Regions from separate parts of the Mus musculus genome. Here regions 1 and 2 are each linked to region 3. The links are chromatin contacts, called in public Hi-C and promoter capture Hi-C maps. All regions are on one chromosome and are shown on one strand. The core of a region is the stretch at or near the end of the contact, and the rest is flanking DNA. Distances in the headings are between cores, read along the strand shown. Region 1 overlaps Pcid2 (PCI domain containing 2). Region 2 overlaps Atp11a (ATPase, class VI, type 11A). Region 3 overlaps Mcf2l (mcf.2 transforming sequence-like).

The links. Hi-C and Micro-C count contacts between places; a contact is called where the count stands out from the background. Capture Hi-C pulls out chosen DNA fragments and counts their contacts.
Region 1: a contact with region 3 is called in a promoter capture Hi-C map of pancreatic islet. The contact joins two enhancer-like sites. A contact is called at or near these places in 11 of 39 promoter capture datasets (the 3T3-L1 cell line, Sertoli cells, embryonic stem cells and 7 more), 34 of 484 Hi-C or Micro-C datasets (the 3T3-L1 cell line, the AML12 cell line, the G1E-ER4 cell line and 25 more), 5 of 115 datasets of contacts at active chromatin or transcription factors (the HPC-7 cell line, bone marrow-derived dendritic cells, bone marrow-derived macrophages and 2 more) and 3 of 9 other capture datasets (adipose tissue, liver and pancreatic islet).
Region 2: a Hi-C map of cerebellum shows a contact between it and region 3, with 1.5 times the contacts expected there. The contact joins two enhancer-like sites. A contact is called at or near these places in 1 of 484 Hi-C or Micro-C datasets (cerebellum) and 3 of 9 other capture datasets (adipose tissue, liver and pancreatic islet).

The regions. Positions count from the first base shown.
Region 1 is chr8:13,084,123-13,087,814 of GRCm38.p6, reverse strand. Pcid2 (PCI domain containing 2) reads left to right here. Exons shown (of 14, transcript NM_178708.3): 8 at 1,489-1,564; 9 at 2,351-2,492. Among named protein-coding and RNA genes, the nearest start is that of Pcid2, 19 kb to the left of the region's middle. Within about 2 kb of position 1,469, at least 2 of the 459 cell types and tissues checked have an H3K27ac peak or open chromatin away from gene starts, as enhancers often do. A contact at or near this core is called in pancreatic islet, where this site is marked.
Region 2 is chr8:12,862,001-12,865,206 of GRCm38.p6, reverse strand. Atp11a (ATPase, class VI, type 11A) reads right to left here. Exons shown (of 30, transcript NM_001293667.1): 29 at 1,345-1,448; 30 at 1-287. The coding sequence ends at 1,356. Among named protein-coding and RNA genes, the nearest start is that of Gm15353, 21 kb to the left of the region's middle. Within about 2 kb of position 1,491, at least 3 of the 459 cell types and tissues checked have an H3K27ac peak or open chromatin away from gene starts, as enhancers often do. A contact at or near this core is called in cerebellum, where this site is marked.
Region 3 is chr8:12,982,232-12,985,724 of GRCm38.p6, reverse strand. It overlaps Mcf2l (mcf.2 transforming sequence-like), which reads right to left. Exons shown (of 31, transcript NM_178076.4): 4 at 775-865. Among named protein-coding and RNA genes, the nearest start is that of Gm38671, 36 kb to the right of the region's middle. Within about 2 kb of position 1,509, at least 37 of the 459 cell types and tissues checked have an H3K27ac peak or open chromatin away from gene starts, as enhancers often do. A contact at or near this core is called in cerebellum and pancreatic islet, where this site is marked.

The DNA.
Region 1 (3,692 bases), core at 220-2,719, 100 kb before region 3:
TCTGTGACTCCCTCCTTGGGCTCCTCCTTATGTGTTTACAGAGGATTTTTGTGGTGCTGTTGCTAGGAAAAAAAAATGTTCTTCCAAAAATGCCTCCTATCAATCTCCACCTATAGAGTTTTGCTAATGCTGCAGAGGGCCTGCAGTTGTTTAACGGGGTTAGAATTCTGGGGCTGCTTTTTCTTCTCTTGGCAGCTGTAGTAAACTTCACTGATGGTGTTCAAGAGAATAGACTCCCAAGGGCCCTTTGTCTCTGGATTCTGAGCTAGAAGCCGTGAGGGCAGATACTCAGGGTAGGGAGCTGACTTGGGACAAGGACGCCTCAACAGCTGAGGTCCCTCTCTTCCTCTCCGTTCTTTCTGGGGAAAGTGGTCCAGGTCTTCTTGCTCTTGGAGGACATGCAGGCCGTGAGGTCCACCACCCTGTTGCTGTAGTGTTGTTTGTTGTCATACCAAGAAATGATCTTTACAGAGTTGTCATTGAGAGAAATGCCAGCCCCAGCATCCAAGGTAAAACGGTGGGTTTCACTGTTAAAGTCACAGGAGACAGCCTGGTTCTCACTGTAGCCTGGGATGCCCTTCAGTGGGCCTTCTTCTTGATGCCATCATCCTTGTCAGCTTTCTTCAGGTGGCACAGCAGATCCACAGCAGACATACCGGGGATAAGAACACAGACGGCCATGCTTGCCCCTGAGCAACCTGTTGGTTCTGGGGTGACCTCGCGCATAGTCTTGGCAGTACCAGTGAATCCAGGGATGATACTCTGAGTATCCTCAGCCGTATACCACGGCTTTCCAGAGGGGCTGTCCACAGTCTTGTGGATGGCGGTGATAGCGTGGATGACCTCAGCCGTCCGTGACGGGGCTGAACAAGGTGGAGGTGCAGGAGACATTGCTAACAAAGCTGAGAGAGTTATCCTACTTGTCACGGTTCACACCTATCACAGTCACAGGGTCATCAGCACAAGGTAGATAGGATAACCTTTTGTCTCTATTCTCCATGATGGTGAAGACACAGTAAGCTCCACAACACAGTGGGCACCAGCACCGCCTCATCTGATGTTGGCCGGATTTCACTCCTGGAAGATGGAGCTGGCCTTCCCATTGATGACAGGTTTCCTGTTCTGTCTTGACTGTGCCATGGAACTTGCTGTGGATAGAGTTGTGCTGGGACATGGAGACCTTGAGGTCAATGAGGGGGTCACTGATGGCAGCGACATCCACAACAGTCAGCACGGAAGGCAGCTCTGGTGACCAGGTGCCTGCTGTGGCTAAACCCATTCACTCCGGCCTTTGCCACTGCATGTCAGGGAAGAGACTGGCAGGAGAAGACACAGCTGTCTCTGGGACAGGGGGAGCAGAGCTGCTCTTTCCTCTTTAACTTTACCTTTTCTTTGATGACTCTGGCTGAGGCTTTCTCTCACAGTAGTAATTAGTCCTGGCAAACGGTTTATTCTGTAATTGATCATGTTTGTTTGCTCTTCCTGTAGCCGTGCCGGCATAGAAGACTCTAAGAAGTGGGGGATGCTGTTCCTGGTGAACCAGCTATTTAAAATCTACTTTAAGGTTTGCTTTGCATGAGTTTCTGTAAAGTCTTGTTTTCTATCTGCCTAGGTAAATTACTGGTTTAGTTTGCCTTCTGACATGTGTTAGGAAGAGATCCTGACCACGCCCACATTAACAATCCTAACAGCTGTTAGTCATTCCGTGCCTTCTGAGGGCCAGGGCTCCATGGAGAAAGCACGCAGCATTCTGTGCCACAGAAGCCAGTAAGAACTGGAGGTTCATGAAGACGTGATTTAGGATCGCTAGTGGGAATGCAGCTCCTTCAGACACACGCTCTGAGCTCTTGAGTGAGCACACACTGAGTGTGGGGCGGGAGTCCTGAACATTTGGTAACTGGTCCTTGTGATGGAGCCGGCCTCTGGGTATATGTGGCCACTTGAGCCTTCGTCCTGCGTTGTAATATCAACTTTATGGAACGAGGGGGATATATAGATATATGGATGAACAAAGGAGTCAAGTTGGCTTCATAAAGACAAGTGGGCACAGGGCAGCCCGTCCCACGTCACTGAGAATCTGTCTTTCACTTCATGGGACATTTAGTGTGTCCTCACCAGTGTGTGGCTGAGTGCAGGTGTTTACCTGGACATTTGCTAGCTCCCCTTACAGAGTCCAAGCTTCTCCATTGTATGTTGTCTGTACCAGGTAGTTTTTTGTTTCTTATTGAAATTTTGATGACTTTGAAATTTATATTAAAAAAGTAAGCCAGAAGTTCATGTCTGTCCTTTTGTCTGCCTGTTCTGTTGATATTGCTTATGAATGTTTTAAATGGTTTCTTCTTTATTATAGATCAACAAACTCCATTTGTGTAAACCTCTTATCAGAGCCATCGACAGCTCGAATCTGAAAGATGACTATAGCACAGCGCAGAGGATCACGTACAAGTACTACGTGGGGCGCAAGGCCATGTTTGACAGTGACTTCAAGCAAGGTACGGTGATGACACTATTCCGTGTCTGGGTAAGATGTGTTCTGCCTTACTGACATTGATGTCGCAGAGAATATAAGACTGTATTTTATTAAGGTGAGACGTATGTATAATCCAAGTCCAAATTGTGTGTGAGAGAGAGAGAGAGAGAGCGCGCGAGCAAGTGAGCATGCACATGCACCCCCATGTGAATGTATGCCGTGTGTGTTGTGCAGGTCCCCACAGAAGTCAGAAGAAGGTGTTTGAGCCCCTGGAGCAGGACTTACAGGTGGAACTGAACTTGGGTCCTTTGGAAAAGCAGGAAGCACTTTTGACTACCTAGTCATCTGTCCAGTCTCCTCTTTGCTTTGTTTTTTGAGACAGGGTCTCACTCTGTAGTACAAGCTGTCTTGGAATTCACTATGTAACCTAGACTATCCTCAAATTCATGGTTATCCTCCGGCCTCAGGCTCCTGAGTGTCCTGGAATTACAGGGGGTACCACACCTAGATTTATTGTATTTTTGAAATTTATTATTTTGTGTATGTGTGTGTGTGTGTGTGTGTGTGCATGTGTGTGGTGTGATTTTTTTGGTGTGTGTGTGTGCGCCATGGCTGGTGCACAGAGGGCAGATGACAACCTGAGCTGGCTCTCCCCGCCCATTTTTACGTGGGTTAGCTACCACAGAGTTGGAACTAGAAAGCCATTAGCTTGCTGTCCTCTCACGACGCATGTGTCCCTCCCCCGCAGTCTGTCCTTCTGTAGTATCCAGTGCTGCTGTTCTGAGTGGCCTCCCTGTGCCTTGCAAGTGTAACTAACGAGTGAACAGTATGCTGTTTGTGTGCATTTTATTCTCTGCATCTGCTGATGGATGTCTGGATTGTTCCATATCCTTGCTATAGTATGTAGAGCAGCAGTGAACCTGGATGTGTGATATCTGTGTGATAGGCATAGAGGGCTCTGGTGTGTGCCCAGGTGTGGAATGCCTGCAGCAGGTAAAGTTCTGTCTTTTAAGACCGATTTACATATAGCAGCATTGATTTGCACTCCCACCAGCAGTGAATAAGGGTTTGTCTTTCCCCACATCATCTTTCATGTTTGTTTAAAATCTTTTTTAAAAAATACTTTTTAAGATTTATTTTATTTTTGAGTTAATTATATGTATGTGTATTGGGAGAGGGGTTATTTGCATGCCTTGTTCATAGAGGCCAGACGATTCAGATC
Region 2 (3,206 bases), core at 242-2,741, 120 kb after region 3:
ACACACAGGTACCCAAGAACAGAGCTCTCAGCGGCTGGGGCACTGGGGCTGTCTGTCCATCAAGTGGGCATCTCCAGGCTGGACCTACAGCACCCATACCTTGCCTTGTGAGGAAGGCCTGGGTGGAGAGGGAGCACAGGACACTCTTCGCTCTCCCACCTGGAGCACACAACTCTCCCAGAGGGGGAGCTGCACTGGGCAGCCAAGAGTCTGCTGCCCTGAGCACCCCAGCTCGGCAAAGAGGCCAGAGGGGTGAATTCTGAAATGCTGTCCTGATGTTGTATGTTCTGCCAAAAGAACAGAAAGCCCACATCAGTTACAGAACCTCTCTGAGGAACCCCTAACAACCAATGCACCTGTAGCTTTGCCAGCCCACCTCAGACCACTACATCACCCTGAGGGGTAGGTAAGTGGGCCCATCTCGTGGGAACTGTGTCCAGAGGCAATGTGCCTTTGGTCTGTGGATCAACACTAAGTTTTAGTGCCATAAGAGGGACCATCCTACATGGCTGACATAGGGAACAACATAGGAGGGTAGGGGACAAAGTGCTGAACACACTGAGTATCTCCCCTGTCACTATGGTCACATGCAGTGATCAAAGGCCCCAGACATCCTTGAACTAGGGTTCTAGCACTACCCCAGGAAGACGACAGGACTCACCTGTGCGGGCTAGTATGTCCTAGCCCGATGGGACTGGGGTCAATATCATGCTGACCACACCAAGCTATCATGCCCTCGGCTTACAGTTATCAGACAGAAGTGGCTGGCACGCCTCGTAAGAAAGACCAGAGCATGCACAAACAGCAGCCGAGAGCCCGGAGGGAGGGACACGAGGTTGTAGTGTGGGTCTGTTCTCCTGGGGGACAATCCCAGATTGTGCTGTTTTCAGGTGAGCACCACTAGGTAAGGCTAGTAGATCCACAAATACTGGAGCGGCCTCGGAGCCCCGGGGCTGTCCACACACAGTTGTGTGCTTAGCAAACAGTTTCAGCTAGATGCTACCTGGGCTCATGTCCTGTGCTGCTGTGTGAGATGTTCCTTCCGGTGCCCAGACAGGATTATCCCCTGTAGCTTTAAGTGAAGCTGTGTCTGTCACAAGGACAGAGGCCAGCTTGTCAGGCAACAATGGGCATGTGCTACAGCATTTCCCCTATGTGCTTAGCTCACTCTCGGGTGCTACTTACCTGTGTGTATATGTGTGTGCATATGTAAAAATGGTATAGTTTGTTTTCAGAGAAAATCACTCATTTAAAAAACAGACAACACAGCAAAACTTTGGAGGAAGAACAGTCTGAGAGTCACAGCACACTGGCCTAGCGCCCAGCAGGCAGCCATACCGTTACCTAGCGTTGGGCTAGACATGTCTTGGCTGCGGTAAGAAGTCCTTCAGCAGGGGCCTGGCGCTGTTCGAGGTGGCATCGGCCAATGCTTTGAGTCGGGTGCTCTGCTGCAAGGACGAGGAAAGACACTGAGCTGCTGCCTGCAGAGGCCAGTGACAGAGGCCGGCACCTGTGTCCTGGTGACTGCAGGTCCAGGCCACGCCTACACTATGCCATCCCCACACTCAGCCACGGCAGCTATGCGCCCTGACTGCGGGGATTGCATGGATCGGTCATGATATCATCAAGGCGTGCAGAGCTGGCTTCGGGGGCTGCCTTCCACAGTGTGTGCAAAGACCCCCCTCTAGGGGAGCAGGGTCATTTGAAAAAGTCTGCACCCAGAGAAGAAGTGGCCAGGTCAAAGGGCATGCTGCAGCACCACAGGAGAGGGCCACCAGTTGCAAGTCCTAACAAGCTCCTACTCCCAACATAGAGGAATTGCATCCAGAATTGTAAAACCTGCATCCTGCCACAGAGCCCTGTTGTGTCGCTTCCTCTGCAGAGCCACTGACATATGAGCAGTGTTCTGCACAGCCTGCCTGGCAGACAGGACATTCCCAGGCCATGTCCTGAAGGCTGCTGGCTCCTAGCCTGGTGTGGCACAGCTTTTAGACATTTCCAGTCCTCATTCACCGGTCCCTCAGCGCTGAGGAATGGGGGAGCTTTCAGAGTGGAAGGGGCACAAGGCTGGATGGCAGCAGAGTAGGCAGAACTGACCAGTGTCCAGGGAGAAGCCAGAGGTGGTGGTGTTGCCCACATAGGTGCAGGGCAGGCAGGCAGGCTGCTGCAAGTGTGTGGACGCAGAGGCTGGTGCGGAGGGAGATGCACTATGTTATATATACACATGTGATATATATAACATGCCCAGTGTCCGTCACGCTTGCCCTGTACTAGGAACAGGTTGAAAGCGAACCTCAGACGTCTGAAGTCAAATCTGCCCAGGCCTGTGAATGTTTATTCCTCCAAAGCTTTGCAGATCCATGGTGCTCTCCAGTGCAGTGTGTCTGTTTGTTGTGTCTGCAGTGTAGTAGCAGGGCCTATGGGCATGTGTGGTCAGCTGTGATGCCTGGGGCTGAGACTCAGGCTACAGGGGACAGGACCCCAGTGGACCTCATCAGCAGGGAACAGGGTTTGCAGCCTGAGTTGGCATATGTAATGTTTTACAAAGTACTTGTGACATTGTAATCTTCCTAAACATTTCCTCCAAAATGTTTTCCAAAGTGTAACCGGCAGCTGGAATGACGCGATTTATTCTAACAGATTCTATGGCACTAAGTTAGAAACATTTTGGTTGTCATTATTTCAGAATGTATCATCTTCTTCCTCAACAGGATAGGAGGTAACTGCTTTTTATTTTTTCCCCTGCTTTGGGTGTTTTTTAGGCATACGTCCAAACCTCACAGAGGAGCAAATGTGGGTGTCATATTGGGGTACAGGGAAACTCAGCCAAAATACCACAGCATTACATGCTGCTGCTGTCTGTCTCCTGACTTCTTGGCTGAGGAGCAGGTACTGGCTATAGTAGCCACCAAGGGGAAGGGCCCTAGGGCTAGGTTCCTGCTGCCATAGTGGGTGGAGCTCTGTGCTGCCACAGGGTGTTAAAAGCAGCACATCACAGAAGTTTCTAAAAACAGGTCTTTATTTTGAAAAATAGAACAGGAATTGGTAAGTAGAGGTCACGTTAGTGTGACTCCACCTCACAGAGTTCTCAGGGTGGCTGTGTGGGAAGAAGTCTCGGTCTCTACCACCATGACTGTGGAGAGAGAATGGAGCCATGCTGATGGCGTCGCCTTGCTCAAGCTGGATTGACTGTGTGTGATCTGTCT
Region 3 (3,493 bases), core at 260-2,759:
GTGGTGGTGGTGGGTGACGACCCAAGGTCAACTGTGAATGCCTGACTCAGAGCAGGGTCAGAGAACATAACACCATGGGATCAGTTGCCCAGAGACTTCGGGAGCAGCTAAACAATCCTAGCCCTGAGCCATGGTGCTTGTTAGTGAACCACCAAACTTTTGGGTCCTTCATGAAGCTGTGGATGATAGGTGGGGACAGCAAGTGTGGGTGGACTCGTTTTGGAAGACTCGGCCCACATCGTGTCTGTTTGTGGGCGGAACGGCTGCGGAAACAGGATTTCTGCTGTCTCAGTCTTAACTATTCTGAAATAGCAACTGCAAGCTGAAGCCGCCAGCAAGTCCCGCAACTTCACGGCTGAAGGTCCCTAGAACTGAGGGGACTCTGTGTGCTACGAGGGGCGGGCTGGGTAGCAAGGACCAACACATCTCAGGACTAACGTTAAACAGCCCTACATGGAAAGGAGAGAGCTGTTTAGGAACAATGACTGGATTCAGTGTCCAACTTCTAGCCTGAAGTCCAACGTGCTCAGAACCTTCTCTGCTCACAACTTCCAAGCTGTTACTGAGAGGATCACAACAGACCCCCCGAGTGTGACCACCACGGGAGAAAACATGCCCACAATTCAGGAGCCCCCCGTGGGCCTGGCATGGCTCAGCCTACCCCTGACTAGGTCCCCTGACTGTCACCTCAATCCCCCACCTTCCACACAAACTAGACAGAAAAGCAGGGAGCTGCCACCCTCCAGGCGTGTGTGGAGCCCGAGAGGTACTTACGGCTATCCGCAGGACGGATGCCTTCACAGAGGTCCATTTGTCCTGCCTTCGGTCTATGACCAAGATGAATCCAATGCCAGCATCTTGCAAACTGAAACAAGGAGAAACACTAGGAGTCAGCATGTGCTGGCAGCAGACCTGGCTTCCATGGACACTGGTGACCCCACTGTCCCATGCCATCTCCACACCACGTGCCACAGTGCATGCCCGAGAGAGGTCTCAGCAGCACCAGGCTTCCGAAGGCCCGAGAGGCCCCACCCTGTAATTCCCAGGACTTTCTTCTAGATAAAGGAGAACGGATACTTTCAGTATGTTGTTTGTTTCTCGGCATCGATTCACAGATCAACAGAAGCCCCTCCTCCTGGGGCAGACTGACATCCTACTGCGCTGCACGGACAGCTGACCAGACCATCAAAGCGAGCTTCAGGACCCCCACGTCATGTCAGTCCTAGCATCTGAGGTCCCGCGTTCATCCACATTAAAAAATGGCTCCTGATGACATCACAATTTCGGGTGAAAATCTCCAAGGCTTGTGAAGGCTCCCTGGTGTCTGTGGGGTGTGAGGCAGGAGCGCTCGCCCTCTGCAGCAGCAACATCTGTGATAAAGGCAGGGCAGCATCGTGTAGTTGGTAGCATGCCCTCAGTCTCTCGGCTCAGCCTGGTGGCAGAAGCCTGAGTCACAGGGTGGAAGTGGGAGGTGTGCTTCTGTTGGGTAATTTCACATCCAAGCCAATTGTGCAATGCCAGCAGCCTCTGCTGCCAGCCAATCCTCAGTAGAGGAACGAGACAGGCTGGAGGCACCCACTCTGAATGCCTGGTTTCTGAATCCATGAACGATTCTCAGCAAGCCATTTCTGTACTTAAGTGAAAGTCAGGATGCTACAGTGCACTATAAATTATGCAGTCGGCAAAGCTGCACGCTGCACCTCCACTAACAGACCGACCATTCTGAGTCCTGGGAAGATCTGCGACAGTGGTACCCAAAGCTCACACCAGTGTGCTGCGGGTTGTCCAATACACAGGGGCATGAAGAGCTCCCTCCACGTGTTCATTACATGCAGAACACCCCTGGGGACATGTTCACGTGCGCGTTTTCTCACACAGCCTTCCCCTGCTGATAGCTCAGCAGAACTGCAGACTCGCTCACCTACCCAGCTGGCTCCCCTGGGCTAGTGTCTGAAGAAGTAGAAACAGAATAGATCCCAGTCCTGATCTGTCCTGGACAATCCGAGCACCTTACACCCTGAGGTAGTATGGGGGTTGAGCCCCTTCTGAGTGGCCCCACATGGGGCTTCACTGAATTTGCCGTGGTGCTTAATGGTTGGTAGGTGACTCCAACTATCCTGGCCTGGGCTATACCATGTGGTTCACAGCAAAGCCCCAAACCAGAGAGGGATGAAGCAGCACTGTCCTGGCCACATGGCCCCTGACATTCCTCAGAGATGGACCACCAACCACCCCTCTAGATGACAGGCTATTTCCTCATGATGCATGAGATTTATGTACGGAAGCCATAAGACCATGGGACAGCTGTGCTAACTGGAACCCACCTACTGCCTCCCTCCTGGCCTTCAGGGGAATGTACCAGGTCTGCCTCTGTAGCTCTGAGTTAGTCATCCAAGCCTAACCCTTCCTAGAGTGACGAAGAAAAGAGGACTCAGAGTGCTGGGTTGTCCCCATACACAAGCCTCAGCCCCAACAGTCAAGCTGCATGCTGTCTAAGGAACACCCACAAAGGGCCAACATACATGGCTTCCTAATAGCAGCTTCCACCAAGGGGAGTGCATGAGGGAAGACGCTGCTCTTCTGTGACCACCTCTGGTTCTTTTTCTGCAAACATGGAAATAACAGCATCTGCCTGCTGGGGCTGCCGTGAGCTATGTGCAAATCCAGTAAAACCAGAGATCAATGGCTGGTGTGGTCATTTCACAGAGCAGCACCACCTGACTCAGTTTCCCCCTTTTTCCTGGAGCAATTTCTATTATGGAGGAATCACAGCCTCTTTCCCCAACCGTGGAATCTCTTCATGAGGGAGCTAGAGAGACAGCTGGTAGGTAAACTTGCTTGCCATGCGGTATGAAGGCCTGCGCTTGGATTGTCAGCACGCACATGAGGAAAGAGCTGGCACAGCCATCAGTGCACACTTGTAAGCTTAGAACTGGGAAGACTGAGGTGAGGGATCCCGAGGGCTCACTGGTCAGCCAGCTGGGCAAATCAGGGAGTTCCAGACTTGGGGAGAGACCCTGACACAAAAAGTAAAGTGGAGTGTGACCAGGGAGGACGCGGGATCTTATCCTCTGACCTCCACATACACATACATGAGATGTGCATACACCCGTAAAGAGATCCCTTTACCATTCCACAACAGCCCTAGTCTGGAGGCCCTAGCAAGTTCCTGGAGCCAGAGTATTCTCTTCAGGTGAACACGTTTCCACAATGTCGACCAGGGTCCTTGGGTCCACCCACCCCAGGCTAATTCAGAAGCCTGAGAGCCTACATCCAGCTTACCATTTCCTGTGTGCATCTGTGCAAATTCCAAGAAAGTGCAGACACTTGTGGATGGCCACACACAGGGACCACATATTCTTCACCACTCCACCCATAAAGTTATGTCGTCCCACACCCAGTGCCATGGTGTGGCCTTCACTCACTCATACTAAATGTCCATTCGAGTGAAAAAATATTATGACACATGAAATACTGTCTTACTGTTTCTATT